3 separate regions of the Mus musculus genome follow, and regions 1 and 3 are each linked to region 2. The links are chromatin contacts, called in public HiChIP or PLAC-seq and promoter capture Hi-C maps. All regions are on one chromosome and are shown on one strand. The core of a region is the stretch at or near the end of the contact, and the rest is flanking DNA. Distances in the headings are between cores, read along the strand shown.

What was found. Promoter capture Hi-C pulls out the DNA fragments that hold promoters and counts their contacts. HiChIP or PLAC-seq counts read pairs in DNA pulled down with a chosen protein or histone mark.
Region 1: a contact with region 2 is called in a promoter capture Hi-C map of pre-B cells, with 3 times the contacts expected there. The contact joins the promoter of Eif2b3 here to the promoter of Rad54l in region 2. A contact is called at or near these places in 4 of 39 promoter capture datasets (the C10 cell line, cranial neural crest, liver and 1 more).
Region 3: a contact with region 2 is called in a CTCF HiChIP or PLAC-seq map of the NIH/3T3 cell line, with 7 read pairs. The contact joins the promoter of Tesk2 here to the promoter of Rad54l in region 2. A contact is called at or near these places in 2 of 39 promoter capture datasets (cranial neural crest and frontonasal cranial neural crest), 2 of 15 datasets of contacts at CTCF or cohesin (both in the NIH/3T3 cell line), 4 of 115 datasets of contacts at active chromatin or transcription factors (the 230-238 cell line, the SCID.adh cell line, large pre-B cells and 1 more) and 1 of 9 other capture datasets (liver).

Annotation. Positions count from the first base shown.
Region 1 is chr4:117,017,187-117,020,652 of GRCm38.p6, forward strand. Eif2b3 (eukaryotic translation initiation factor 2B, subunit 3) reads left to right here and starts at 2,216. Exons shown (of 12, transcript NM_001111277.2): 1 at 2,216-2,290.
Region 2 is chr4:116,121,836-116,125,455 of GRCm38.p6, forward strand. Rad54l (RAD54 like (S. cerevisiae)) reads right to left here and starts at 1,854. Exons shown (of 18, transcript NM_009015.3): 1 at 1,227-1,854; 2 at 1,061-1,147. The coding sequence starts at 1,229. It overlaps 2510003B16Rik (RIKEN cDNA 2510003B16 gene), which reads left to right and starts at 2,005. Exons shown (of 3, transcript NR_131048.1): 1 at 2,005-2,281.
Region 3 is chr4:116,718,773-116,722,345 of GRCm38.p6, forward strand. It overlaps Tesk2 (testis-specific kinase 2), which reads left to right and starts at 2,183. Exons shown (of 11, transcript NM_146151.4): 1 at 2,183-2,484.

The sequences.
Region 1 (3,466 bases), core at 966-3,465, 900 kb after region 2:
GTGTATTCACATACATAAAATAAATCAATAATTCTTAAAAAAAAAAGAACAGCAACTTTTATTTTTTTCTCTCACAATTTTAAGATTTGTCTAAATTCAGGATTTTAGGGTAGCTTGGATATTTGGGGTATTTCAGGCAATCACTGCTTTTTATGTGGTCTCCTTCCTTGTTTCCAGAGACTTCTTGACTTAGAAACTTCCATGATCTTTCAAAACCTTGTTGGCTATAGACATAGTAAAGTTGATAGAGTACTTGTCTAGTGTGCTCCAGGCGCTGGGTGTGATACCCAGTGCTACATAAGCCAGCTATGGTAGTATACACCTGTAATCCCACCAGTCAAGAGGTGGATAAAGGAGGACCAGGGGCTCAAGGCCAGCCTCAGGTATAAAGTTTGAGGACAGCCTGGGCCTTGTGAGACTCTATCTCAAAGGGATGATAGTAATAGTAATAAATAACAACAACAACAACAACAGACAAAACTTGTCATATAATGTTCATCTGCTCAATAATTTCTGATCAAATAAGCAATCATTCAAAATAGCTTGAGTCAAGGCCAAGGCTCAATCAAAGGTCCAGGCCCAGGCCTAGGCTCAGACTGTGAAATTCCAGTTTAGACTCATGCTCCCTTTAAGTTGTCACCGTTGTGGTGTCCCCACTCCCCACTCCTACTTTTGAGACAGGTCTCCTTATTTAGCTCAGGATTTACAGTCCTTCTCCCTCAGCCTTTGAGATCACAGACATGCAATACCATGCACAACCACACTAAAAGCTTTTATATGCCAATATGAAGACAGGACTGTAGGCCCTGGGCTGCAGACACCATGGGGCTTGTTTCCTCCTGTGCTATCTGAGTTAAGAAGCTATTAAAAAAGAGTGCTTCTGTCTCTGTTTTCTTACGTTATGTTCATTATACATTCCACAGAAAAAACTTATGTTCCTTGCTATAGCCTACAAGCCGGTGGGGTCTGAATTCTCTGGTCTCCTCCATCTGGCTCCCTCTGGTAGCCTTTACTCACCCACTTCCCCTCTCACTTTATTTCTGCTGCAGTGCCCTTCCTACTCTTTATTGAACTCCGGGGTTTCTTTTGGGATTTGTTTGTTTGTTGCTGTTTTTTTGTTTTTTTGTTTTTTGAGACAGGGTTTCTCTGTGTAGCCCTGCTGTCCTGGAAATCACTCTGTAGACCAGGCTGGCCTCGAACTGACAGACATAGGCCTGCCTCTGCCTCCCAAGTGTTGGGATTATAGGCATTCACCACCACGGGCAGGATCTTTGCACTTGCTGTCTAGTCAGCTTGCAAGGCTCTTTCCCAAGGCTCAACCCGACTTACTCTCTTCAAACCATTAAGTGCTATTGTAAGACCCCCAAAGCTGGGCCTCAGCTCAAGTCCCGGGATGAGCTGGCCCGCACCCCAATAACTCAACAGCTCTTCTCTGCCGGGTATCCTTGGTAAAATTACAATTATCGCATCTCTGGTTGTAAGGTATAGAAACAAAAAGGCTTTTTGCTGGCTATAGAGAACAAAGAGCTTCTTTCTAGCTGTATTTTTAGAGAACAGGGAAAACAAGCTTGGGGGAATGTTTTAGGGGCTTTACCTCCCAGGGAGAAACGCTCTAAGTCCGGTTCTCACACTATCAGAAATGAATTTATTGTTTGAATGGCTAAAGTTTGCTGACACAAAGGCCAAATCAGGCATCTTGCACACTAGAAGCCTAACCAACCGCTGGCTTGCAAGGGAATTTAGTAGGTGTTTTGTTTTGCTTTGTTTTTTTAAATTCTTGAATCTTCTATGAGTGTTGGTGCAGGTCTTTAATCCCAGTCTACCGGGGGCAGAGGCAGGGGAGATTGCAGCTGGCGGTTCTCTGTGAGTTCGAGGCTAGCCTGGTTTACAGAGTGAGTTCCAGGACAGCCAGGGCTACACAGAGAAACCCTGTCTTGAAAAAAAAAAATCACAAAACAAAACAAAAAGTATTGACAAGCCAAATTTACAGTGCCGTGAGGCTGGGATTTAGAATGGCAACTCCGAAACGTTAGAGATTGAAGGGGACATTTAACAAGCACTAGGCAGCAATACAGAAACTCCACGCCACGGCTCGTCGGTCGCTTGGTCTCCGGCACGCTCCGCAAGAGCATCCTTGCCTTCTGCCATCTATTACTCGGCACTCGTTCCTCCTTCCTGAGTCGGCGCGTCGTATCGAACCGCTCGGCCACCGCGCGCCTGCGCTCTTGGCTTGTCAGCCAGAGGCGGCGTGGGGAGCGCTGGGAGAGGCTGCGGCGTGCGGATAGCTGAGGTAAAGCCGGGGCTAGTGCGGTGCCAGGCGGGGCACGAGCTGGCTGAGCAGGGAGAGCGGCGCGCGGATGCTGGAAAGCCGGGTTCCTGTGAGGGAGGCCAGCTAGCCGAGCAGGACCCGAGTAGGCAGACAGGGACTGCGCTCCCGAAATCGCCGGGCGAGACACTGCCGGCCCTGGCCGTAGAGCCATGCGTCCCGACTGGGGGACTGGAGAGTCCAAGCCTTGTGCAACAGATGGAAAAACTGAGTTTCAGGGAGGGACAGTTCTGCCCGAAGTCACACCGAGTGAGCACTAGACTCCCTTGGTGCCTTGCTGACATGGTTTCCACATTATTTATTCGTCCCACATTTATTTGGGCTCAAGGCAGGGACTAAATGGGATACAGTAAGGCCCTTTTAGGCAGCGCGCAAAGGTTTGGCAAACCAATTACAATGCAGTAGCCGATCTTACAATTTAGGACAGAAGACGGCAACTGTGAGGAAGGCATGACTGGGACTCTGTAAACGCCTCCTGTAAAACTTGGAGGCTGGTGAGACTCATCGACTTGGTATTGGGAGTCACGACGGTAAAGTTGAAACTTTTAAGTCTAGCCTTATGATTGGTTAGGTTCATAAGTATTCTTGTTTCTTAGGTTGCGTCTTTTTTTTTTTTTTTCCTCCTTAACCCAGAGATTGAGAACAGGAACTTTAGGTTCTAGCCACCTGGGTTCCAAATGTGTTCTTGTACACATTTGAGCTTAACACTAATGTGGGGTTGCTGTGAGGTTCACAGATGCTCATTCCACATATAGTATCTGGCATCTGACTGGGTGTATCCTGACAACACATAGTCCCCAACTTCAAGGAACTCACTCTTAATAGGCATTTAAATGAATGCCTGCAGTGAAGCCTATAAAGGTTGACACAGTCCGTACAGAGTATAGTAGAAGCAGCAGGTGAAAGAAGTCCCATCATTGGTGTGCAAAAAGTTAGTTGTAGCTTCATGCTATGCAAGATGATTTCTGAGCAGAGTCTTTTTAAAGAGTTTTGCTACTTGGTTACTTGTCCCAGGAGAAAACCAGCCTAAAGCAGGAGTAGCCGTAGACCTGCAGTTCTGGCTGCTAAGGTGGTAAGACTGGGAATCACTTGAGCCCAGGAGGTTAATTCACACTTTATAACCAGGTATTGGCACTAGAT
Region 2 (3,620 bases), core at 604-3,103:
AGGCAAGTGGATCTCTGTCTGGTCTACACAGTGAGTTCCAAGTCAGTCAGAGAGCTACATAACAGAATTCATGTCTCAAAATAGACCAAAAAAAAACACCCAGCCAGGCATGGTGGCAAATGAATCCCTGATCTTGGAAACCAGAGGCAGGTCTCTAAATTCTGAGGTTAGCCTGATCTCTATAGAGCAAGTTTCAGGGGCAGCCAGGGATATCAGAGAAACTCTAAAGCTCTCATATGCCAAAATCCTACTTTTTTTTTTTAAACGCAGATTTTCATGTATTCCAGGCTGGCCTGAATATACTATGTAGTTAGGGAAGCACACAGAATATATTAGTACACCACCACCCCCACTTTTGGCAGGCCTGGAACCCAACATTACCATTCCTTGGTTTTGATATTCTCCTCCCACCAAGAAAACTGAAACTGTATTAATTTCTAGTGAACCTACCTGGAGGATAACAATTTTTTTAAGATTTATTTATTTATTATATGTAAGTACACTGTAGCTGTCTTCAGACACTCCAGAAGAGGGCATCAGATCTCATTACAGATGGTTGTGAGCCACCATGTGGTTGCTGGGATTTGAACTCAGGACCTTTGTAAGAGCAGTCAGTGCTCTTAACCACTGAGTCATCTCTCCAGCCCCAAGGATAACAATTTTATTAATCTTCTCCAATGCTTAGTATACTGTAAATTTTCATTAAAATTTACTTACGCGGGGCAGTAGTGGCAAACACCTTCACTTTCAACACTGGGTAGCAGAGGCAAGGGAACCTCTGTGTGAGTTCAAGGCCAGCCTGGTCTACAAACAGAGTTCCAGAACAGCCAGGGCTACACAGAGAAACACTGTTTCAAAAAAAAAACCTTAAGTGCCAGGTGTGCCTGGCACATGCCTACGACCACACACTGCATTTGGGAGACAGACCATAGTCTACAGACCTGGTGAGAAGCTCATCTCAAAAAAAAAAAAAAAAAAAAAAAAAGCTTCAAAAATGTATGAAAGGTACTTTCTCAAGATGACTATGAACCTCATTTTCCTTATTCCCCTAAACACTCACTACTGTCCCAGGCTGCCAGTCTTCATCATCTGATGATCTGTCTTCTGGTTTCCTCCTAGCCAACTGGCTGGGAGCTAAGCTCCTCCTCTGCAAGGGAGAACAGAAAGTGAGTTCCTGCAGTGATCCTGCAGCCAGGCCCCTTAAGTCAGCTTAAGGTCACACTTACCATCCTGGCCCCAGAAGCATCAAATGTCAAGTGCCCATCAGCGAAGTTAAAAGCACTCAGCAACAGAGAATGCAGGACCAGGGGATGCTATAAAAGGAAGTTGCTATATCATTGAAAATATTGTCTTAAGAGTCGGTATGAGGGGAGGGGATGCAATCAGAGGATGAGGCTTGGGTCCAAACCAGGAATGTCGGTCCCCAAGTTCCTCAAGGTCAAAATATCCAAAGCCAAGTCCAAGCGGAGCTGGGTCTAAATCTAGGATGGGAAAGAAGACAGATTGAAGTTGCAGATGAGCAAAGTGGAGTTGGAATAACGTCCCTAGCTGGGCTGCTTCCCTGAGAGTAACACCTACGAAAAAGTACAGTCTTAAGTACGAAGGCGAGACGCCTGAATTCTTAGGAGAGGGATAGAATTTACCAGAGCTGGACCGACATCAAACCTCAGTGTGAGGAAGGCAAGCAGAGACCTAGGAACGCCTTGTGGGAAGTTAAACAGGAACCCAGGAAGGACCAGTTAAAAATCCAGGTTGGGAGGAGGAGAATCTTAGAAGCTGAAGAGAGGCAAAGAGCGACTCCGGTATCTTTCCCCTTATTCTTCCTCTTCCCAAAGCGCGCGTTAAGAGCCTCCAGGCAGTGTCAATCGAACCTCCCGCCACTCTGCCACCACAGTCCCCTATTGGCTGCGTTCAGTGAACTTGACGCTCGACGATCCGGCCTAAAGGAAGGGGCGGGCCTAGGGCTGAGGCTAATAAGGGTCTTGGATTTCCGCCCAGAGGCTCAACAGACCACTAGGAGCTGTGGCTTATCCTGGTGGCAGCAACAGGCAGGTGCCAGAATTCTTACTTGCCAACGGTCCCTCTTCCTGGCTCCTGCCTTTGGCCGAAGCAGCTGAACCAAATAGATGTTTTGCACCGAAGTACTGTGCGGAGGAGTTGCTACTGGAATAGATTTCAAAAGGCAGCACATTTTTGGGAATTTGATTCAGGCTCTTTATTGTGCCAGACCTGGAGCAGAAATCTGAGCTGGAAGCAGGCAAGGCCAGTGGCCAGTCAAAAGGTGAGCGGAGGTGTTGGTGCTGCACTGCCAATTGGTCTGAGATGTCTTGAAATAAGCTAGCTGTCTTTTCCTGGGGCATAGTCACCCATTCTCTAAAAATCCGTTTTTCCTTTAAGTGATATTATTATAGTACCTCTCCTAAGGGATTATTCACAGGGTCTAATTAAAGTGAACAAAGTAGCTGCGCCTGGTAGCGCAGGCCTTTAATTATAGTACTCACTAGGCATAGGCAAGCAGATCTCTGTGAGACTAGCCTGGTCTTCATAATGAGTTCCAGGACAGCGACAGCTCTGTAGAAAGACCCTCCAAGAACGGGAAAAAAAAAAAGTGTTCAAAGTATTTAACATAGCCCCCATGTATTACCTAAGTGCTCACTAATCAAAATAGCATGCCCATTACACTTAATCACTATCTACTTAAAAGGATCTCCTTAGCTATTATAAATCATTTACTATCCTCAGATAAGGTTTATTGTCCCCATTTTGTCGTGTGTGTGTGTGTGTGTGTGTGTGTGTGTGTGTGTGTGTGTGGTGTCTTGGGGGCACTAGGAATATAGCATAGTGGTAGAACTTCGTGAGGCGGTCACTGCTGAGGTTTGTTGTTATTTGAGACAAGGTCTTGCTGTGTAACCCGGTTATCTTTAAACTTATGACCCTCTGTCATCCCCAGCCCGCCTAGCAGAAATGAGGATATACTAAAGAGATACTTATGTCCTTTCCTTGGCTTTTGGGAACAATGAACCGAAGAAATTTTAATTTCCATAGGAATATCTTGCTGGGAGACAAGAAGGCTGTGAGCAACTTAATGAAAAACAAAATCACATACACAAAAAGAACAGTTAACTTCTTTGCCATGACTATGAGGTCAGCCTGGGCTGTATAGTCAAAATCTGTCTCAAAATGGGGGGTATAAGGGATGTGTGGATGTGGATAAAAGCATGTGTCACCTAAGCCTGAGGACATGAGTTCAGTGCCCACAGCCCACACCAAGGTGAAAGGAGAGAACTGATCCACAAACTTGACCTCTGACCTCCATATGTACAGCATGGCACATGCGCACCCTCATACAAACATCATGTACATACACGCTCTAATAACAGAGAAATATTCTTTAAAGGAAAGAAACTCTACCTAGCCCTAGAAAATATATAAGTATTTCCTTTTTTTTTTTTAATCTCAATTTCTTCTTTTTTTTTTTTTTCTTTTTTTTTTTTTTTTCTGAGACAGGGTTTCTCTGTATAGCCCTGGCTGTCCTGGAACTCACTCTGTAAACCAGGCTGGCCTCGAACTCAAAAATCCACCTACCTCTGCCTCCCAAGTGCTGGGATTAAAGTCGTGCA
Region 3 (3,573 bases), core at 933-3,432, 600 kb after region 2:
AACTTGTTTCCATCCTGCCTGAGTCTCCTGATTGCCAGGATTACAAGTGATACAGTGATATCATACTTAGCTTCAGACCCAGTTTTATTTTATTGATTTATTTTGGTGTGTATATGACAGAATCCTGTGTTGTCCAGGCTTGCTTTAGACTCTTTATATAGCCAAAGGTGGCCTTGTTCCTCCTGTCGCCACACCCCAGGTATTATAGGTATGTAGACCATACCTGGCTTGTTTGTGTACATTCATGCTACCGAGTACATGTTGGGATTAGGAGGCAGCTCTGGTGTTGGTCTTTGCCTCCCACCTTCCAGGAGTGCTGGGATGACAGACTCTTCCTCAGGTTTGCACGGTAACTACTTGAACCCTTGGTGTTGTTGTTTTTCCTCCTTCCTCTATTTAATAGTTTTTATTTTGAGGCCAGGTATCAAGTGTCCCAGGCTGGTCTAGACTCCATATCTAGCTGAGGATGACCTTGAACTCCTGAAATCCTGCCTCCACTTTCTGAATGGTGATTTGATAGGAGTGTGACACCACATCTGGGCGCCGTGCATACTAACACTGCCAAATGGACTGCATCTCCAGCCCCAAATTTAAAAAATTTTTGTTATTTAGATCCACATTTAACACAAGCCTTTTCGCCAAGCCTCTCTCTGTCTTTCACTGGGCAGATAATTTATCTGGCATGGTGGCATTAGCTCCGATTGCTACCAGTAGTATTTATCAACTGTTTGTATCAAGCTCTATGGGAGACACACTTGCAAGGGTGCCAAATCTTTCAACAGAAATGTTAAAGGACAACGGTGGAACAGTGGGTCTGAACTGCCACCAGGTGGCAGCACATAATTTATGTCAGAAAGATCCTGAACAGGCCAAGAGAACTGTGCCTGAGTACCTCCCTTCAGAGATTCTGTGAGCTAATTACTCTTCCTCAAACAATTCCCTGTTTAGGTTATGCTTCTGTTCAAGGATAAATCACACAGCATTTAAAATAAAAAGATAATTTTATTATTTAAACTCCACTCATGTTCAGCCTCTTGCAATTTTATTTCCTACTATACATTTTCATAAACTCAGCTGTCAGTAGCACTACATTCCATTGGTGTTATTATTTTCAGTGCTGGGAATTGAACCCTGGACCACATGGTACATTACCATTGCTTTCTGCCCCTAGTATTTATTTATTTATTTATTTTTTTTTGTTATTCGAGACAGGGTTTCTCTGTGCAGCCCTGGCTGTCTTGGAACTCACTCGGTAGACCAGGCTGGCCTCGAACTCAGAAATCCGCCTGCCTCTGCCTCCTGAGTGCTGGGATTAAAGGCGTGCGCCACCATGCTCGGCTCCTAGACATATTTTAATTATGTCTCACATGCTAAAGATTTCTGAAGGGAGGCCCCTAAACCGTTGGGAGTAAGACCTATATCCCACTGCTCTTATTCTTCTTTAGCAGTCTGTTCAGCTATAAAATTATGAACCCTTGAGATCCATGGCTATGGAAAGTGTGAGGAAATCTGTACCTGATGAACAGTTGGGTAGAATTGTTATTCCCTTCGAAGATCTTTCATATCTCTCCTTTCCATCTAGCTGGTGATACCAATCCTCTAAGCCTTCCCTGAATTCAATCTCTCCCTTTGGCATTTCGTTTAAGTTATACTTACTGCTCTTTCTCAAGTTGTTAGGAATTATGTGCTAATTTTAGCTTGTCAATATACTGCGTTCCTGCAGGACACTGCATTCGATCCAGCAGAACACCTTATTCAAAAGCCGCGCCAGTTTAGTGCTTGTTTAATTGGCTTAATTAATTTACCATTCGCTTCTGTTTGGGGGGGTTTGATTGGTCTCTCTTGTGTCCCGCCCTCTGAGACTCTTTAGACTAGGTTTTCCCCAAGGTGAATTCTCTCCGGTTCCGCTTTTTCAACACACTGTCCCCTCTGTTTTTAACTCCACTCTCTTCCTATTGGTTCCCTTCATCTTCTAAGAGTTGGCGCCGAGCGTTGCTGATTGGCTTTTCTGTACGCCCATTGTGCCCACCCTCGTACCACGTGGCATTCCTAACGTTAATTGGGCAACTCTATTAGCTCGTTTGTCAAAGGTTGACGATTGATTGGCTGCTCTGAGGGAGGCCTGAGGAGGGGGCGGAGCTCACGGGGCCCCGCCCCCAGCCCCCTGCCCCCCAGGCGTTTCAGACACTCACCGGCGGGGAGCCGAGAGTTTCCAGCTGCCTTCTCAGTCCCAGCGGTGATCCGCCTCCGGGCCCCGCCGAGTAGGCGGGGGAAAGCAGCTCAGACCGCAAGGCCATGGCAGTAGCCTCCAGCTCCTGCGCCGCCGCTGGCCCTGAGCAATCTCCGGCTTCTGCCCAAGGGACCCTCACCTCCTCCGCAGGCTAAACAGCCGCGGCCGGGAGCTGCTATGCTCGCTCTGGGCCGCTGCCTCCCTTACCCTCTGGCCGGCGCAGACGCCCCCTCCGCGGCTCAGTTGTGCCTCAGGTAACGTCGGGAGAGTGCCTGGGGACCAAGGCTCGGCATCCCTGCCCTGCGCGCAGCTTGGCTCATGGGTCGCTGAGCACTGGACAATCCGGTGCTGTACTTGAGATTCTCAAAGAAGCGGGGACTGTCTCTTGCCCCTCTCCCCCTTTCCTTCTCAGTTCCCTCCGGGTCCCGGGACAGTCCCCACCTCGTCTCAGGGGTCAAGAACCCATTGGACGTTATACTCAAAAGGGTTGTTTGTGTCTGACCTTCCTCACTTGTGAAGTTGTGGAATCCTTCACGTCCCGTTCCCCTACTGAGTGTGCCTCACTAGTCTCCGAGCCCCCTTCTCCCTCTGAGATCTGGATTCCCTCCGAAACGTGCTCATCTCTCCTAACCACCCTGACTCCTATCCTAAGAGACTTCTCTCCTTTTTATTCACGTTCTTACCCTTCATTTTGAAGAAGACTCTTATCTAAACTACGATTCTGATTTAGTTGGAAATAAAAGCCAGATTAGTCCAATTGAAAAACCTTTTAATTTAAACCTCTGAGAAAAACTTGTTAAAGAATTTGGACTTTATTTGTAGGCATACGGAGCCATTGAAGGTTGTAAGCAGGAGTTTGATATGGATTATCTCTGGAAAATGTGAAAGAAAGATTGAAAGTAAGACCGGAGGGCAGAAGGCCCAGGTAGTCAGGAGGCTGCTGTGTTTTGTGCGTGAGAAGAGGATGAATGGACTGGAATAGTTGTGGAAAATGAAGAGAATGGCATGAAATTCCAAGAATTTTAGAATAGAATTTAGAGGGTTTTTTGCTTTCTGCTTTTCTACATAAGGGCTTTCTCATTGGTTTATGGTATTGGGTTGGTGGTGCTAACAATGTAAAGAAGTAGATCTGAAGAATGATAAGTTGGGTTGTGGACAAGTTCAACCCGAGTTTTTCAAATAGAGGTGGAAAGTTGCTCATAGAACTGATTAAGTTAGGCTCTAAAGACATAAATTGGAATTAAATAGGAATACTTGAAACCTTAGCACCCCCTCGTAGTACTCCAGAAAGCGGAGAATTGGGCTGTGGACAGAGGCAGCATTGCTGAGGATAACAGACACTG